Regions from separate parts of the Gossypium arboreum genome. Here region 2 is linked to region 1. A link is a contact called in public Hi-C data. All regions are on one chromosome and are shown on one strand. The core of a region is the stretch at or near the end of the contact, and the rest is flanking DNA. Distances in the headings are between cores, read along the strand shown. Region 1 holds the start of LOC108476799. Region 2 holds the start of LOC108465500 (shikimate kinase 1, chloroplastic-like).

Evidence for each region. Hi-C and Micro-C count contacts between places; a contact is called where the count stands out from the background.
Region 2: a contact with region 1 is called in a Hi-C map of leaf, with 4 times the contacts expected there. The contact joins the promoter of LOC108465500 here to the promoter of LOC108476799 in region 1. A contact is called at or near these places in 3 of 5 Hi-C or Micro-C datasets (all in leaf).

The regions. Positions count from the first base shown.
Region 1 is chr11:67,978,268-67,981,913 of ASM2569848v2, forward strand. LOC108476799 reads right to left here and starts at 1,656. Exons shown (of 7, transcript XM_017779133.2): 1 at 1,426-1,656; 2 at 1,003-1,092; 3 at 800-897; 4 at 1-134. The coding sequence starts at 1,518.
Region 2 is chr11:68,718,033-68,721,775 of ASM2569848v2, forward strand. It overlaps LOC108465500 (shikimate kinase 1, chloroplastic-like), which reads left to right and starts at 1,736. Exons shown (of 11, transcript XM_053021917.1): 1 at 1,736-2,087; 2 at 2,232-2,471; 3 at 3,069-3,127; 4 at 3,362-3,416; 5 at 3,506-3,578. The coding sequence starts at 2,252.

The DNA.
Region 1 (3,646 bases), core at 406-2,905:
CACTCAAATTCTCCCACCAGTTAGTTTTTGGAACAGAAACAAGAGATGAAGCTGAAGGAGCTTTATCCAGAGTAGCAGCGGAGGATGATTCCTTTGATTCATTTTCCACTTTCTGAATCCGAAGAGCTCGCCAACTATATAATTATATTTCATTAATTAAAGTATACATCTAAGTAGCCATTATTCTCATACTACAAGCACTGGTGTGTGATTGGCACAAGGTGCATTATAAGCACTAGTTAACTTTGCCTTAGGCGCAACGCACAAGGCAAAAAAAAGCACTAGCCTAAGAAAAGTAATGTGCAATATGTAAATGTGTGAACTTTTATATGTAATATAAAGCTTGAGATTTATAATAAACTCTAAAGTCTGGTCTAGTTTATCTACAAAACATGCATTTTTTTTATTGGTCAATATACTTGATTTCCTTATGGTCAATGTCTATTGTTGAATACTCAAATATTAAGAAGTATTAGAGTCTGGTACTATCCTCTTTTTACTAAGGCATATCTAACGAAAAAAAGTGAAAATTAAAAGAAATTAAGGATAACTTCAATTAGGAACGCTTTTTTAATGGCTATCGCCTTACAAAAATAGGTGCCTACGTGCAGTAGGTGTGCACCTGATTAAATGGACTTTTCCTGAAAGGGTCTAAGGCGATTTTGCTGTCCAGTGCCGCAGGCGCACCTAAGAACACGCCTTGACAACACTGACTAAAAGAGAACATAACACCTATGCAGTTAAAAGAATCATGTTTCAATGATAAACAAGGGTCAAACAGACAAATCAGAGAAACAACCTGAGAGAAGAGCTACCACAATTTGGTGCCACACAACCAAAAACAAGAAGTAGACGGTCTTCTACGTTCAAAGTTCCACTTGAAACTGGAGCATAAACCTTAACAGGAATTTAGCCAAATAATATAATTTATTGGATTCAAATGTTAAAAGTTTTGTCGACAATAACAGGAAGAAAATGCATTAGAGTTAGAATAAGAAAAACCTGAGCAACAAGACAGAGTTTACTTCCACATTGTGTGCAGTGAATAAGTGTAGGGTTGAACTTCAAAGCCTCTATAGGAAGAGGCCAATCCTGTTAAAAGAACAAAGTTGAAGGTATAGAAAAACATAACCCAGAAAAAAAAAAAACAAATGTCCTCTGCTAGGTTTAGCTGAGTAGATGTCTAAGGAAAAGGCTGAAGGCAAGTGAGGGAGCACAAAAGCTTTAAATATCCTCCGAACCCACACTAATTTAAGGATCAAAAGACGACCCAAAATCCGAACTACATTAACCCATGTGTTTGTAGATAGCCTTCTTCATGCTTTGCTTGAAAACCCACAAAGATTGATTTACTCAGCTGAAGGGCTTGAACTAGCAGAGGACATGAATACATATGAAGATGAAAAGAGGGAGAAGGAGAAATACAGGAAGTCCACCAATTTTGGTAGTGTAATGATCAGAGGGCTCACGGTTATCCTCAGCCCATGGCCCTGGCAAGCCTAGCACAACCCTACTCATCAAGCTTTCAAATAGCGATGTAAACTGATGCCTTCGAAAAAAAAAAAAAAGGTTTCTCCACAACCAAGTCAACAGAGAGGGAGAGAAAGTATGAGATGGGAGTGAGTCGGGAAATGTTAGAGATATATAAGTTTGGTTAAACTAAAAAAAATAGTGATTTATGCATTATTTAAATTAGACTTATTGGGTAAGTTACTCCTCCAGCGCACGTCCAGATTTTAAAAAAAAATTGGTAAAAATATTAAAGTTTGATAAAAAATTTAAAAAAATTAACTCTTTTTAAAATACAAGTTAGATTCGAGCTTGATTGTTTAAGGTTTAAATAAATTTGATCTATTTTTAAGATTATAATATTTTATATTATGTTATTTATAATGCATTAAAAATAAATTTATACTAAATATATAATATTACTTTAAACATTAAAATAATGTTAAGATGATTACATAAAAATTTTAATAAATAAAAAATATTAATATTAAAATAATATAATAGAAATATTTTTAAAATATAATATGGACGGACTTAAAATAGACTTGGGTTAATCTTTTAGAAATATGAGCGGGTTTGGGTAAAATTTTAGCAAAATTCTAGGCCCATATTTCGGGCTGGGCCAAGCTTGGACAAGTATAAAGTATATTAATATCATGCTTAGATCCAACCTAAATCTGACCCGATTCGACCCATGAACACATCTAGTTTAAACTAAGTTTTGGTCACCAAAATTTAATTTCAGTAACATTATCGATTTGTAACATTTTAATTATTATGTTGTTATTTGATATTAAAGATGTGATGGAAGTATCATATGACAAATAGTATCACTAAATGCCAACATGTTTTCCACGTGTAACACGCCATGCTCGACCCGTTTGTCGGATCCGGGTATGGAGCGTCACAAATGGACCTATGCTTAATAATTGCTAGCTTAACTGCTATAAAACAGTCTAAATTAAAATTATAAAATTTAAAAATAATAGTTCTTATAACTAAGGCCTTAAGCCACCAAATGCTTAGTCTCTTATATTCTTATCTCTAATATGATTTTTTATTTACAATGGCCATTTTACAAATCTTAAACCTTAACTAAGGACTATGTGTCCTAAAATCCAGATTCTAATTGTGCTATCGGGCTTCATCGTTAATAATCCTATGGGGAAGCCTCCAATTGTATCCTTTTCCTATGTGCATGACTCGATCCAACAATGATCCTTGATCTTCACTTTACCTGGTTTAGTTCCTCCTCTGAGTCCTCGATCACCCTCACAAGTCCTGCGAACATTAGTTAACTTCGTAAGTTCGATTGAACTTAGTGAGTTCCTATACCGATCATGATTAACCCTATCACAGAAGGGTAAACAATCGTAAAATAAATTAAATATAAATTTACTCCCTGTTCACTTATGACAAGTTTACCTTGTTAGGGTGGCGGGCTCCATCCAATCCTTCGAGCTACTTGGCTTGCTATGAAACCTTCCTCTAGTCGAATTCTTTGCTCGACTGTATCCCTGACACTTCGATATCTCGACAAATTCATTCCTTACTTCTCATATTTCTTTCCTTACTCTTTCCCCCTCACACGAGTGTTCATTGATATTAAATTGACCTGGTTGTTCGTCGGTTTCCTATGATCAACCCCTTTGGTATCCTTTTCAACTATCCATCCAAAGATTCTTAGGACATTCCTTCCTTAGCAGACTTGTTCGTACCAATACTTAGTGGCTTTCTATGGTTTGACTAATCCTTAGCAAACTCTTTCTTTTCATACCTAGTCCAGAAGAACTCATCAACTTTTTTATATGGTGCTGACCTTCAGCAAGACTCACCACTTTGGCGAACCCATCCTCATTCCGCCTTATTGTTTAGAGCAAGGGGATTACTTTCAAAAATCCACTTCTCGTACCAGACCTTTCTTGGGTATTTTTCTACCCATAAGTGAAAGGCGATCTAACTTGCGAAACTAACAAGTTGTTGCCCCTATAACTATATGAGCTTGTCATCTCACTTCTCTCATACCCCTTCATTGCAGCCTATTTGGTGGCTCATGATTGTGAATCCTATCTTGTGATCCTTGGATAATCTCATGTCTTACATTTCTATAACAAGGTCAGCTCTCGCCCAGCCTATC
Region 2 (3,743 bases), core at 486-2,985, 740 kb after region 1:
CTAAAAAATCACTTAGTAAAAGTTGTTTATCACACTTTAAACATACAATATCTTCCATCAAACATCAAAATACAAGCATGTCACACATGGGTAAATTTTTAAACATGAACCCTACTTCAAAATAATGGTAGAAATAGGTAAATCGGGTTACGAGGACTTAAAAAATGTAAAGAGCATTAAAAACAGGGCTAGGATGTATTTATAATCAAGCTTGAAAGTTGAAGAAACCCTAGCTATGGAGTTCTTATGAAATTCGGCCAAGGTAGAAGAAAGATGAGCAAATTTTGACTTGATTTTCCCTTTTTATTCTTTTATTTACCAAATGACCAAAATACCCTTAATGCCTTTCTTTAAAATTTTATCTCACCATGTCCATTTTTGTCCACTAACTTAACAAATGGTCTAATTATCATATAAGGACCTCTAATTTAAAATCTCATAGCAATTGGACATCTTTAGCATGTAGAACTCAACTTTTTCACTTTTTACAATTTAGTTCTTTTGGCTAAATTGAGTGCCCAAATGTCAAAATTTTCGAACAAGATTTTCATAGAATAGTTCCATAAAACTATAGACCATAAAAATATAATAAAAATGAATCTTTCTACGTCGGATTCGTGGTCTTGAAACCACTGTTCCGACTAACCCTAAAATCGGGCTGTTACACTCCACCTCTCTATGAACGCGTTGATGAGTTTCGAATCCAACTTGTGCCCCCGATCTATATTGGCCACGTGCCGAAAACCCACTTTTCTGAAGTAATTTTCTATCAACGGTGATGGAGGACCAGACATATTACGAATATAACATGTAACATCCGATTTACAGACTATTATAAAAATTATAAAAAAAATTAATTAAAATTACATAAATGAAAAAATATTAAATAATATTCAAAAATTGAAATTAACCCTTACTGTTTTCATTTGTTCGACGGAGATATGTTTATGATCTAGATGAATTAATTCCCCGGCTATTGCTAACACGATCAAATATCTTAGAAATTATAAAAAAAAGAATACTAATTTAGAAAAAAATTAAAGGAAATAGTTAAGTAAAGAGAGCTTTGAGAAATTTAAGGAGAAATTGGAGAGCTTTTTTGAGAATTTTGGAAGAAATGTTTGTGTAAAAAAATAGGAAGGGGTTTTATATATATATATATTTTTTTACTGTTGGACCCCCAACGATCAAAATTTTAAATGATTGTTTGGATGACCGTTAGGGGTAAAAAACACAGGCTAAAACACGCCCATAAGGGAGGACGCGTTTTCCTGACATGGCAAAAGCGCTCCCTAAAGGACGCGTTTTGCTGGAATTTTCCCTTAAAACACTTTTACGTAGACGTGCTTTTGTATTTTTAACCCATTCCGATAAATAATAAATAAAATGACCTATTTTTGTAAATAAAATAGGAAAATGCCTTTCTTAGGGTGAGTTTGGATGGGCGGTGCGTTTACCTGCGGTTAGTGTAAAAACAGCGGTGGCAGTGAGATTAGATACTGTAGCGATACTGTAGCATGAGATAAAAAGTAAGCTAAACGCACCGCACCGCCGCCCCAAACGAAGCCTTAGTAAAATGGTGATAATTTTTTTTATTTTGATTGTTATTTAAGTAAAAAAACATAAAAACATTTATATATAATATTGATTAAAATAAATTGTATTATTTATTTGTAGATTTCTGACCACAAAAACAGTAATTTATGAAATTAAAAACGTGGCAGCAGGAGAGTGAATAACAACTACCCCAAGAATGAGCGTACGAAAGCAACCCCTCACCTCACCTTCTTCCTCTGAATGCTTGCTACCAACCCCTCCTTGCCGGGGGGAATTGGTTGGTGGGAATGCCCTTGCTTCCACGTCATCATTGTTTCACTGTTTAAATATAATAGAGGTATATATAAAATTTGTATACAGTTTCCATACTCCAGTCGCCGCTTTAAAATGATCCCTGCCAGAAAGAGCAAACTGCATTTCTAAAGATATTACAGTAATAGATTATGATAAACGAGCCTTCTCTGCTTTAATACAAAGTCAGAGAGCAATATCCCTTCACGAATTTCATTTTATCTTTATTAATTAATCGAGGTAAGTTCATAAGTTTTGCTTGAAATTTCTGTTGTTAAAGTTTAATTAGCTTTATTATTAACTAATTTCTGCATAAATTTCTCTTGAATTAATTAGTAAAAGAAAAACTGAGAATTTTTATTTTTGAAAATTTTATTGAATCGGGGGCGGTTGAAAGCTGAAAATGGAGGCAGGAGTTGCATGCAAGTGGAATTATCCGACATGGATTGAGTCGGAAAGGTTTGGGAGAAAATCGACTGGTTCTTTGCGGTTCGGTCGGATAGCAAAGCAAGAACACAAGACCCGGGTGGTTGTTTCGGCCCGCTTTCCGGTTCAGACATCTTCCAATCGACATAGATCAGTTTCTTTGGAGGTTTCCTGCTCTTCCTATACGAACTTTTCAGGTGAAACAAAATTGATATGCCAATTTTATGACTGTTGTAATTTCGTTTATCATTTTTGTACAATTGATTCATTTATTAAAGTCCTCTCTCTTTCCAATCTTTTTAATGATATGTTGGATTGCGAAAATTTAAGGTAAAATTGGAATAAAAGAATAGCAACGTTTTAAAGGAAAATAGACAGGAAAGAAACTTTGGCTACTTTTGCACATAACACTATAAATTTACTATTGACCTGATAGTAAATTCCATTGTTTTTTGATGTGCGGATATGACGCGGGGTTTTATTAAATTTCCTAATATAACCATTTGTAATACTTGGAGCATAGATCAGAAATCATTTTGTCTATGCCTTCTGTCAAATGTCAGTCTCCTTTCATGTTCTCACTTTTCTGCTAAGTTGTACCATTTAATCTTGGTTGAATTTCATGTTGTTTTACCATAGGATGAAACTAGCATGTTTTGTTCATGTTGAGATTATCCAAAGTGAGAGCAGTACTACTCAGACCCTAGGTGGCTAAATTGTTCTTGAGAATTTAAAATTTTATCACACATATGATTGATCCCTATGTTGTTATGTTTTAAAATGTTATTTCGCAGCTTCAACAATGGAAACTGGAAGCATTCATGCACCTTTTGATGAAGCTTTAATGTTAAAGGTATGATAAAATTCCCTGTAATTATTTTAATCTTTGGTTTATAAAGTATGATATGGTGATTAGATACCTCCTTTTTTTTTTTTTAATCTCTTCCATTTAGTGTTTTGGCATCTATTTCCAGTGATATTTTAGTTTTTAGTTAAGGCCTCAAACACTGGAAAGAGAAGCTAACTTGTGCTGCATCTGAGATTTGTTCTGCTGCTGTATCTTACATTATGTGAATAAAATTTGCAGAATAAGTCACTAGAGGTTGAGCCATATTTAAATGGGCACAGTATATATCTTGTTGGTCAGTTTCTTTTGTCCAAGTTTTCTAAGTTTGTGCTGTCAAAGATTTACTTTCTTTGGTATCTAAACTTTATCAACATGAATCTGCAGGATTGATGGGCTCTGGAAAAACTACAGTGGGCAAAATTCTCTCCCATGTACTCGGTTATTCATTTTGTGACAGGTTTGTACTGTGAATTGTTTGTTAGTAGTGAGTCCTATAGTTGTAATCTTCTGATGTTCTAATAGCAAAATTGGTGTGGTTTAAGGGGGGGAACCAGCCGTGAATCAATAGAAAGAACTTGGTCTGAACAAAAAAGAAGAAAGAAGTTGGAACTCTAAAAAGCTT